3 separate regions of the Mus musculus genome follow, and all the other regions are linked to region 3. Evidence: chromatin contacts called from public promoter capture Hi-C data. All regions are on one chromosome and are shown on one strand. Each heading gives the region's core, a stretch centred on a gene start, on an enhancer-like site or on the middle of the called end of the contact. The rest is flanking DNA. Distances are from core to core; before and after follow the strand shown. Region 1 overlaps Rbpms2 (RNA binding protein with multiple splicing 2). Region 2 holds the start of Oaz2 (ornithine decarboxylase antizyme 2). Region 3 overlaps Ubap1l (ubiquitin-associated protein 1-like).

Region 1 (3,931 bases), core at 931-3,430, 280 kb after region 3:
GTGCTTACTTGGCATAGGCTGGCTGCTCCTGCCTCTGGGGCTGCAGCAACAGAATTGTTGTCTTTTCTCAGGATTGGTAGCTTGTGTCTGTAATCTTAGTATTTAGGAAATTGAGGCAAGAGGATTGCTGGGATTTAAAAAAAAAGATTTATTTATTATATGTAAGTACATCATAGCTGTCTTCAGACATTCCAGAAGAGGGTGTCAGATCTCATTACGGATGGTTTTGAGCCACCATGTGGTTGCTGGGATTTGAACTCAGGACCTTCAAAAGAGCAGTCTGTGCTCTTAACTGCTGAGCCATCTCTCCAGCCCCCCCCCCTTTTTTAAGACTTATTTTATTTATTTCATGTATGTGAGTACACTGTTGCTTTCTTCAGACTCACCAGAAGAGGGTGTCAGTTTCCCATTACAGGTGGTTGTGAGCCACCATGTAGTTTCTGGAAATTGAACTGAGGATGTCTGGAAGAGCAGTTGGTGCTCTTAACTACTGAGCCATCTCTCCAGTCCCATTGCTGGGATTTTTTAAGACAGCCTGAGCTAAAATGTGTGACATGGTGCCCAAGAAAACCCCCAAACCCCCACAACTGTTATCTGCCCAGATTATTTGGAACTGGTGTCCCTAGGGATCTGAATGTTCAGAGCAGAAACCAGGGACATGCAGGCGGGGTCTGCTTGGCCTTCCTATCTTTATGAACTTGATCAGGCTTTTAAAGGTTTCCGTGCCTCAGTTATTGCTGTGGAGAACTAGAATAATAAACTGTGCCTTTGGATTGTTTAGAGTTGGATAGTAACACAATAAAGGCTAGAACTTTGCCTGGATAGTTTAGGACTCCCGTTTGATTACATTTATGTGTGTCTCATATGTGCAGAGATTATAAGACAGCTTTTAGAAATCAGTTCTCTACCATGTGGGCCAAACCATCTTGTCAGCCTTGTTTTTTTTTTGGTAGGTTTTATTGGTTTAATTATTTTGCTTTGTTGGTACATTTATTTTGGTTTATAAAACGGGGGTGGGGGAACTTATGTATGTAGCCCAGGCTGGCCTTGACCTCTTGATACTCTTGCCTTACCTCCCAAATGCTGAGGTTACAAGCATACAACACCTGACTTATTTTTGTTCTTGTTTTGTGTGTTTGTGTTCCTTTTTTGTTTAGTTTAGTTCTGTTTTTCTGAGACAGTGTTGCTCTGGAGGCCAGGCTGGCCTTGTTGGTAGTTCTCCTACCTCAGCTTCAGGTGCTGGGATTACAGATTTGGGGACTGGGCACGGGTGGGGGGGGGGGAGGCAGGAAAAAGAGTAGCTATGTGTAAGGGACCCAGCCAAGCAGCCACAGGAGGGATATCAAGGGCAGGATTGAATCTATCTAAACCTCTGCTCAGACGTCACCAAAAAGTGAGCCTTGAAGCCGGGAGTGTCCTAGACCGTCAAGAAAGGAACACTTGGAGGTGGCTATTTATTTGGTCCTGACCTGGGCAGTAGAAAGCAGTACTGGGTGCTTTACCTAGGATCTAAGTGCATATCCATTTCTAAGTTTTGAGTGGCTTTGGGACCCAGAGTTTGTCCCAGTCTCCATGTGGGAAATTCAAGCCAGGTGCTGCTATGGTGGCAGGTGTACCTCAGCAGGAAAGTTGGGTAGGTTTTGATTGTGGGCCAGAATGTGGTTAAACGTGGTACTTTCTCCAGCTGAGCACCCTGGGCATCTGGAAAATTCATCAAAAGTAGCTGATGCCTTCTAGAGGGGAAGGTTTGAGTATTAACACAGGATCGGAGTTGGAGACAGGGAAGCCGTGTGTGTGTGTGTGTGTGTGTGTGTGTGTGTGTGTGTGTGTAAGTGTGTGTGTGTGTGTAAGCATGCATGGGCCCTGACAAGGACTGGGTGCTCTAGGCTAAGCAAGCTGGTAGCTTGAAATTTAAATGCAGGAACAGTGCAAGGCACTGTGATCCCAGCTCTGCTACTAATTAGCTACATGATCTTCACCTTTGGGCCTATGTGTGCTCTTTTGTAAAATAAGAAGGCTGGTCTGGGTCAGGTGTATGGAGCCAGCAACAGTGGGTTTGTCAAGTGAACCCAGAGAGGCCCCTCTGCTCTGCTAGCTGGGAGCTAAACTCTGTAGCCGCCTGTCCTGAAGTCCTCTTCCCGGCTTCTTCCCATGTTCTACTGCTTTCTAACTGTAGTCCAGATCCTGGCCGCCATTACACAACCTCTTTGTGACCTTTGACAAGTTGCTTAACTAAATCTCTCTGTATTCCAGGCTATTTTTTTTTTAAAGATTTATTTATTTATTATATGTAAGTACACTGTAGTTGTCTTTAGACACCCCATAAGAGGGTGTCAGATCTCATCATGATGGATGGTTATGAACCACCGTGTGGTTGCTGGGATTTGAACTCAGGACCGTCAGAAGAGCAGCAGTCAGTGCTCTTAACCGCTGAGCCATCTCTCTAGCCTCTCCAGGATAATTTATAATTGCAGTGTGTAGCCAAGAGTCAGGATGGCCTTGAGCTTCTCATTCCCCTGTCTCTACCTCCACAGAGTACTGAGATCACAGGCAGGCATCACCCTGGTTTACTTGGTACTCAGGATAGATACTAAGCAAGTACTGTCAACTGAGCTACATCTCAAGGGCCCCATCCCCAGACCCCACCCCCGCCTTTTAAAAAAAGATTTTTTTTTTCAAGACAGGGTTTCTCTGTATAGCCCTGGCTGTCCTGGAACTCACTCTGTAGACCAGGCTGGCCTCGAACTCAGAAATCCGCCTGCCTCTGTGTCCTGAGTGCTGGGATTAAAGGCGTGCGCCACCACGCCTGGCTCTAAAAAAAGATTTTTAATTTTATGTATATAAGTGCTCTATCTGCATGTACACCTACATGCTTGAAGAGGGCATCAGATCCCATTATGGATGGTTGTGAGCCACCATGTGGTTGCGGGAGATTGAACTCAGGACCTCTGGAAGAGCAGCCAGTGCTCTTAACCACTGAGCCATCTCTCCAGCCCCATCCTCACCTCCACCCCTCGTTAAAGACAGTTTTGTCTGTGTCGTCCTGTTCTAGAACTCCATGTAGACCAGGCTGACCTTGAATTAAGAGATTGATTTGCCTTTGCCTCCCAAGTGCTGGACATTGTGCTTTTTGAGACAGGATCTCATGACTCCTAGGATGACCTTGATCTCCTAATCTGCCCCATCTTAGAATGCTAGGGTAACTTGTGTTCTACCACACTCAGCTTTGATGCAGCTGTCAGTGTGAACAAAGTGCTGTCAAAGTGCTGGAGTTTATGATTGCTAAGGCAGGTGGATTATTATAGTCTGGCTGGATGCCTGAGGTCTGTGTCTGCCTGAGGTGCTGCCTTCTAGCCTTCCTGGGAACAGGAAGGAGGCCACCCTAAAGCACACTGGTATATCTTGGAGGAAACAGTCTCTAGTTCTGATCGTGCTTTTCAAACTTACTGGACACCCTCAGTAGAGGATGGCATAGGACCAGACGTAGTTAAGAGGCATATCCATGTAGTGATACCTTGTTTTTCCCTTTCAAGACCCCTCCCCACTTTGCTCCATGACAGTACTGCACCAGAAGTGGAGGCTGAAAGTACCTAATAACGAAGTGAACACTTGAGTCTAAGTAAGAGGTTCTAACCCAGAGAACCAACAGAAATACGGAAGGCAAGGAGGTGGCCTTGAGAAATGATAGCAGGTAGAGGATGAAAGGTTTGAGAACTAATACCACTATCCATCCCCTGTCTGCTGCACCCCAGGCCCCATAGCCCAGTGGCTTCACAGAGCACGCCCGCAGGAGAGCCCTGAAGTGAACTCTATGGCACTCGTGTTTTAACATAGCAGGCTTCTCCTGCGGCAGGCATTGTGGCCTCTGCCTCTAACCTCAGCATTTAGGGAAGTGGGAACAGAAGGGTCAGGAGTTCAGCCCAGCCTCTAC
Region 2 (4,011 bases), core at 1,241-3,740, 300 kb after region 3:
ATAAATGAGTGCTGGTTTGTTCTAGCTCTTGGAAGATGGGGTTTCTAGGGGTTTTGTGAGGGAAGGTGGGGATCCCAGCCAGCATAGCTTACTTGGTGAGTTCTAGGTCTCTGTCACTCACTCCATCAACCAAGTAGCTGACGCCTGAGGAATATGTCCTCAGGTTGCCCTCTGGCCTCTACATGTACACACATACAGCCCAGATGCACCTACACACACATGAATCTATACACACACACATACATTCCGTCCAACCTCACAGAAACCCACAGAAATGCTTAGTACATGGTTGGTATCATTGTCATCATGTGCTCTTAGTATTTGTCAACTGATTAATCACAAAGTGGTTTCTTTTTGGTTTTGTTTTGTTTTCTGAGACAGGGTTTCTCTGTATAGCCCTGGCTGTCCTGGACCTCACTTTGTAGACCAGGCTGGCCTCGAACTCAGAAATCCGCCTGCCTCTGCCTCCCAAGTGCACCACCATGCCCGGCAAGGATTTCTGTTTTTTTTCTTCTTCGAGACATGATTTCTCTGTGTAGTCCCAGCTGTCCTAGAACTCACTCTGTAGACCAGGCTGGCCTCAAACTCACAGAGGGCTACCTGTCTCTTCCTCCTGAGAGCTAGAACTAAGGGAATATGCCATTACTGCTCTGCTGAGGTTTTGTTGTTGGGAGCTCGGGGATCGTTTGAGACAGTTTTTCTCTGTGTAGCCCTGGCTGTCTTGGAACTATGTAGAGGCTGGCCTCAACTCAGAGACCTGTCTGCCTCTGCCTCCCCAGTGCTGGGATTAAAGGCGTGTGCCACCATGTCCAGCAAGGTGAGCCAGAGAACAGTTCTGAATATCTAAGGATAACCATGACAGTTCTTTTACCACTTCAATTTTTGTTTTAAGAAAAAGTAAAACGTAGTGTGAAAGCCCCATCCTTCCTTGGTATCCCCATGATCTGAACACTAAAATCTTGTGTGTGCGACAGAATCCTTAGGTCCCAAGGGGCACTGTAGCTTGGCAGTGGAGGTCATGTTGACCACTGCATTTTGGAGTAATACCAAAGTGAAAAAGTACAGGTTTTTCAAGCTGTCTCTTCTGCGTGTTGCTTTCTTTGCAGTGTCCTTCAGACTGAGTACTTACCTCATATTGTGATGGCCTCTCTCTCTGGACAGATTGTGACATCCAAGGTAGGTACATTGCCTGGCCCATTGTGGAAGCTTCCTGGATTCCTGCCCATGCTAGAAGCACATAGTATGTAGCTATTTACTGAACTTTGACTAAATGAACGGATGATTTGAGGTGACCACTGTGGTCTGAGAGTGCATCCTCTCCCTTTCCCTCTGCCCCACCTCTCTCTCTCTCTCTCTCTCTCTCTCTCTCTCTCTCTCTCTCTCTCTCTCCCCTCCCTCCCCCACCCCCAAGATAGGGTCTCACCATGTTACACTAAGCAGCCTGGAACTTGTTGCCTGCGTACTACAAGCTGGCCTTCAACTCACAGAGCCTCACCTGCCCCTGCTTCCTGGGTGCTAAGATAGATAAAGGCTTACACAGTCTCTACTGACTGCAGTCTAAGTTGACTGCACAGGTTTGACAACTAGGGTTCTCCTGTGAGTGTGGCTGGGATTTGGGGGTGTGTGTACATTGCTGCCTGGCCTCTGTGATTAGAGGGCCAGGTAAGACAGTGGCAGTGCACTAGGTGCCTTGCATGATCGATTGAAGCAGCTTGCACCGATTGGCTGGAAGCCACTGTCATTGTACTATGAATTGAAGGAAAAGATCTGTGGGATTAGATTCACACTGGAAATGGTGCTACTCTATGAGGAGTATTCTTCTATTTCAGATTTTGTTTTGTTTAGTGACATGGGTTTACAAATACTATTCTCCGGTTTCGGTTTGGCCACACACCAAAAGCAGCAAGTGCCCAGTGTGGTGAGGCACACTATTTCCAGCACTTGGCAGGACAGGAAGTAAAGGAAGGAGGATGGGGGTTTCCAAGTCATCTTCCAGTGAGTCTGAGGCTAGCCTGAGCTACAAAGACTGTATCAAAAAACAAACAAAAGGCAGACATGAACGAGTGGAGAGGGCTCAGCGGATAAGAGCACCGGTTGGTCTTCAGAGGACTTGGGTTCAATTCCCAGCCTCTACATGGCAGGTCACACTGTCTGTAACTCCTGTGCCAGGGGATCTGACATCCTCATATAGAGATACATGCAGGCAAAACACCAATGTGTATAAAAAATAAACATACATAAATGATTAAGAAAGAACAAAAGCAGAAATGAAGACTGGCCTTAGCCAAGCAGAACCTGAGTTCCTGGCATCGAGAGAGACCTCTTTCCCCTCTTCTCCCTGGCTACCGCCCCTCTTCCCGAGATGATAGCTTGCCCTTAGTACGCCTGCGCCCAGGCGGGGCGGTGCTTCGCCCTTTGTTGTGGGCCCCAGTTTCCCAGGACACCAAGCGGCGCTGGGTGGGGCTATGCAGATGAGGTACTTGGGGGCGGGGCGGTTGCGCGGCGGCGGCCGGGGAGGGTCAGTTGGAGGCAGGCGCTCGCTGAGGCAAGAGGAGGGCACTCGGCCCGCGGCCTGACAGGGACTTAGCCCACAGAGACCGGCCCGCGCGCGCGACCCCACACCCACCCACTCGTCCACCTACCCACTCCCCGCGCCGCCTCCTCCCACCCTGAGCAGAGCCACCGAGGATGATAAACACCCAGGACAGGTAACGGCCCGGCGCAGGCTCCCCGCCCCCATCCTCCCTCCGCAGCTCCAGAGGCCTTCGCACCCCCCCCCACCCCCGCAGCCTGCCCCCAGCCCCCAGGGGGCTCCATCCGCTCCCACTGTTCCTCTCGCCATCCCAGCCACTGCCACCCGAGTCCTGAAATCGGGCCTCCTTCCGTCCTTTAGCCCCCTTCCTCCAGCCCTGCCCATCCCCCTCATCCGGGTTTTCTCCTCGCCCGGAGCCCCCCCCCCCCAAAAAAAAAAAAAAACCTGGACATAGCCAGTCAGTCGCTCCGTTTTCTTAAGCCCAGTGGGACGGTGCCCAGTCCCCCATACTGTGGGCTTTCTCCCACAGATTCCCCGAATTGGTTCTTATCTTCCCTAAATCTTTCTTACTCCTCCACAAGTCACTTAATCGCTTTAAATCCATTCTCTAGTGAAAATTGCTTCCCAGGCAGACTCCTCTCAGCCCTGCCTGGCTGTCCCCAAAGACAAGCTCTGTCCGGCAGTTCTCAACTCAACCCTTTCCCCCTCTTCCCACCTCCTTGGGATGTGCAGTCCCACTCTCTTCCCCACCCTTCTCCAGGTAGGCCCCATTTTCCTGTCTGGGAACCCCCACTCTTTATTTCTCTAACACTATGGAGTCCATTCCTGCCCTCCAGCCTGTTTTTCCAATGATGTTGCCAACACTCTTCTACACACTCTTACCCTTTAAACACTACAAAGTCTCAGTTGGTACTCATCTTACCGCCCCCCCCCTTCTTTAAAATCATTACAATGCCCAACTTAGTCTCTCCCCTTTCCTGGGAAGATCATTAAGTGCTACCCCCTTTTAAATTTCACTCCAGGGCCTCCAAAACCAGATCCTGGGCCTTTGGAAGTTACCTACCTCAAGACCCAATCCCTGTTTCCCCCAGGATTTGAAATGCATTATTCTTTTGAAATGGTGTGGGTTTCTTAACTTTCAACCAAAGTAGGCAGAAGTCATCCCTTTAGTTACCCTCCCTTTTTCCATGTCCTCAGATATCCCACATTTCTGTCCCAGACAGACGCTCTTCTCCAAAGCTATTCCAGAATTTTCTGATCCCTCAGGATTTGTAATGCCACTTGCTTATGTATTATCTTGGCTTTCATTAGCAATTCAGAAATGATTCCTTTGCCTTCCCCTGTAAGGCTCGGTGCTAAACCCTCCAAAACTTTTTTGAAACCCATTCAGTCCCCATACTAGATCTTTTATCTTCACATTGGACTTTTTATAGCCTCTGACCTTGAGTAAGCAGATCCTTTCCTTAAACTGTCAGGAT
Region 3 (3,557 bases), core at 726-3,225:
TCCTGATTCAGCACCCGACCTGCTGTCTGCCCTGACCGAAGAGGAGCAAGACCTCATTGGGCCAGTGGTCGCCTTGGGCTATCCCCTGGGAAGGGCCATGGAGGCACTGCAGAAGACAGGGAGGCAGAGCCTGAGCCAGGTGAGTGGGCCCGGGGTTGAGGAGTGCATGCTAGAGTCAGGAAAGGTCAAATGGCTTTTCCCCTCTAACTTGATCAAGGTCTTGCTTCCTCTCTCCCCTCTCCCGTGCCCCCTCTTGCAGTGTTGGGGATCAGCACAGGGCCCTGCACATAGTAGGCGAGCTCTCTCCCACTGATCTAGAGGCCCAGCCCTTGCTTACGTCTCTTTAGTGGTAGAACCTCAACCTGGCACAAATTACCAAGTTAGTGATTGAATTTTTAGGCCTTATTGATCTCTTTTCCACAGGACTTCCCAAGGAATCCCTGTGACCATTTAAGGATCTCCATAGTCAAACCCTTCTCCTAGTCCATGTACCACATACCGGATTCAGAAGCTTTAAGCAGCCAAGAACCTCTCTAGAACTCTCCAATAGGCCAATCTCTATGAGAACGTGTATATGTGTATTTGTCCATGTATGTGCTAGTGTGAGAGTGTATGCAAATATGTGTAAAGGCCATACAGAAGTAAGTCCACCTAAGGTATCCTCCTCAGATACTATCACATCTTTCTAGATAGTCTCTTACTTCTATGTGATATTTGCTGATTCAGTTAGAACGGTTGCCTCAGTCCAGTGATTGGTGATACTTGCCAACTAACTGCACCACATTTCTTCAGAAAACTAGTCCAGTTAGTTCCAAGAGTATAAGAGCAAAAACTTCAAGGTCACCTGGCCTAGCCTTCACATTGTACAGTCATTTCCACCTCACAGACTAGTCCAGGTTTAAAGGACTAAGACTCTTTGACAAGCTGTCAGCTCTGCCAGGCTGTCCATGTCCTCAGCCGTGAAAGGTGTTGGGGGTAAGTGGCTTTCAGATATGTTGAGAGCCAGGTCTGGGTGTCCCACAGTTCCTCTCTCAGGAGCACCCAGCTCCTTGTGTCTGCAGCTATTCAGCCTCCTGTTCCAGGCAGCCTGCTCTTAGCTGCTGCTTGCTGTGCTGGGACAAACAGACCAGGAGCTCCAAGAGTTGGAAAACCACATGGCTGGCTAGACAATCTGTGCTCCTGCCAGCCCTGAAGGTCAACAGAAACCCGACCTCCTCCTTCCCAGCCACACACATGGCTCTCCTTTGGTGGGCACCTGTCCCTATAAAGCCTGCTTTGATTTGCCCGGCACTGGCGTAGTCTCCCATGTCTGGTTTATCTCCTTCACTAAGCTGTGAGTTCCTTGCCGTTCTTAATTCATTTTATGCACATGGCTCCTTTGCTTCCCCTGCTGGTGCAGTAGGGATTGACTTAACCTCCGCCACTGTGGGACAGAAGTCAGTGGGCATAAAGTCAGAGCAAAGCTGTGTGCACTGCCCTGGGTGGATGGAGCCTAAGAGCCCCAAGGATGGCCCAGGGGAGACAGAGTCTGCAGAGAGGCCTCCTGGGAGGAGAATGAGGCCAGCCTTAGATGGGGAGTTGGACAGAGGCCTTGAGAAAAGAAGGGAGCTGAGGACGTGAGCAGGCCAGGGTATGGTGAAAGGCAGCACATTTGTTTTGGAGGCACGATTTCATGTGGCAGGACTGGCTTTAAACTCACTATGCAACTAAGAGTGATCTTTAACTTATTAGTGTGTGTGTGTGTGTGTGTGTGTGTGTGTGTGTGTGTGTGGTCTAGCGTAGTATTTGTGCATGTGTGTGTGCAAATGCGTGATCGACCAGAGAAAATACCCTGGTCTGTCATTCTGTTCCCTTGAGACAGCTCTCCCACTGCACCCAGGGCTAGGCTGGCAGCCAACAAGCCCCAGGCTTTCTGCTTCTGCCTCCTACAGTGCTGAGGTTTTAGGCCCGCATGTGGCAGCATCCAGATTTCTATGTGGGGGCTGGGCACTTGAGCTCGGGCCCTCACATTTATGATGCAAGCACTCTTACCCACTGAGCCAGCTCCTCAGCCTTGATCTTGAACTTCTTTTTTTTTTTTTTTTTTTTTTTTAAAGATTTATTTATTTATTATATGTAAGTACACTGTAGCTGTCTTCAGACACTCCAGAAGAGGAAGTCAGATCTCGTTACGGATGGTTGTGAGCCACCATGTGGTTGCTGGGATTTGAACTCTGGACCTTTGGAAGAGCAGTCGGGTGCTCTAACCCACTGAGCCATCTCACCAGCTCGATCTTGAACTTCTGACCCTCCTGCTTCCACCTCCCCAGTGCACCATCAGAACCCAGTTATATGTTGCTGGGGACTGAACCTCATACACAATAGGCAAGCACTCTGCCAACTTCACTACCTTAAGGCAACACTTAGTTTGTTTCTCGTTGTTTGTGTTTTGAGTTGGGTCTTACCATATTACTGGCTAACCTCAAGCTCCCTATGTAGGCAGGCCAGCCTGGTCCTCAGGTGATACTACTTACCCTGAAGGCCAAAGAACCCTGTCCCCACAATGAAATCAGGGGGTGATTAGAACAAGTTTTCAGCACCAGGATGTATGCTCTGGAAGAAACGTCCTGCCTCTCTGCCCCCTCCCCCAGCTGTGGTGCAGACTGAGGTCTGGTGTGAACTCCACTCACCCTGGGTGACAGGTGTGTCTGGGGTGGGGTGGGGGTGCATAGAGATGGGCGAGGAGGGTCCTTTTGCACTTAGGTGCTCCTCTGAGAAGGATGGCTAAGCTGGTGGTCGTCCGTGAGGTGGCTGAGGTGAGGAGGTTGAGTTACTTGCTTAAAGCCTGTCCTGGACCCCACATAGGCTCTGTAAACACATGAACAGCTCTTTTCTTGGATTCTATCCCTCAACTTGGGACATTTATTGAGGAGCCTGCTGTCACCCCTCTGCTGGTTCTCAAGGGAAGCCTGTTCCAATTCTGTTGGCTTCCTGTTACCTATGACGGGTTGTTCAGGACACATGATCTTTGTAAGACCCTTGGTTGGCCCCCTAGCTTGACCCTGACACTCCTCTTACTGTCTCTCCGTCTCTGCCCTCTTTGGCCCAGTTTCTCGGCTACCTCAGTGCCTGCGACAGGCTGCTGCGGCAGGGCTACGACGAGGCGCTGGTGGATGAGGCCATGGAGATGTTTCAGTTCTCCGAGCATCAGGTGGGCTGGGCCTCCCACCTGGTCCCCAGGGAATGGGAGCATGGGGTGCAGGGGTGTGGTGGCCCCAGAGCTGCGTGTGGACTGGTCAGAAGGGAACTGGCCTGCTCACACAGGGGAGAAAGTACCGACCTAGAGAAGTGGAGCACAGTCAAAGGTAGGAGTCAGCGAATGAAGAGGTGGGGAGGGAACTGGAGGCTGGAGGAGCAGGGGCTTCGCTGTAGTAACTGTGTCAACAAAACACGTATCACTGGATGCCTGCTGGGTTTGAGACTTCCATGTAGGAGCCGTCTGAAGATGCTTGAACTCAGGGAGTTTGCTGCCCTCGGCATCCAGGGAGCTCTAGGCACTCAGAAAGTAACTCGAACCA

What was found. Promoter capture Hi-C pulls out the DNA fragments that hold promoters and counts their contacts. Capture Hi-C pulls out chosen DNA fragments and counts their contacts.
Region 1: a contact with region 3 is called in a promoter capture Hi-C map of adipose tissue. The contact joins two enhancer-like sites. A contact is called at or near these places in 2 of 39 promoter capture datasets (the C10 cell line and hippocampal neurons), 1 of 484 Hi-C or Micro-C datasets (the G1E-ER4 cell line) and 2 of 9 other capture datasets (adipose tissue and liver).
Region 2: a contact with region 3 is called in a promoter capture Hi-C map of hippocampal neurons, with 2.0 times the contacts expected there. The contact joins the promoter of Oaz2 here to the enhancer-like site in region 3. A contact is called at or near these places in 3 of 39 promoter capture datasets (the C10 cell line, hippocampal neurons and liver) and 2 of 9 other capture datasets (adipose tissue and liver).

Annotation. Positions count from the first base shown.
Region 1 is chr9:65,651,756-65,655,686 of GRCm38.p6, forward strand. The region is part of intron 6 of Rbpms2 (RNA binding protein with multiple splicing 2); the gene reads left to right. Among named protein-coding and RNA genes, the nearest start is that of Oaz2, 23 kb to the right of the region's middle. Within about 2 kb of position 2,181, at least 8 of the 459 cell types and tissues checked have an H3K27ac peak or open chromatin away from gene starts, as enhancers often do. A contact at or near this core is called in adipose tissue, where this site is marked.
Region 2 is chr9:65,674,058-65,678,068 of GRCm38.p6, forward strand. Oaz2 (ornithine decarboxylase antizyme 2) reads left to right here and starts at 2,491. Exons shown (of 5, transcript NM_010952.3): 1 at 2,491-2,708. The coding sequence starts at 2,689.
Region 3 is chr9:65,373,821-65,377,377 of GRCm38.p6, forward strand. Ubap1l (ubiquitin-associated protein 1-like) reads left to right here. Exons shown (of 6, transcript NM_001373909.1): 4 at 1-139; 5 at 3,089-3,190. Among named protein-coding and RNA genes, the nearest start is that of Ubap1l, 15 kb to the left of the region's middle. Within about 2 kb of position 1,976, at least 17 of the 459 cell types and tissues checked have an H3K27ac peak or open chromatin away from gene starts, as enhancers often do. A contact at or near this core is called in adipose tissue and hippocampal neurons, where this site is marked.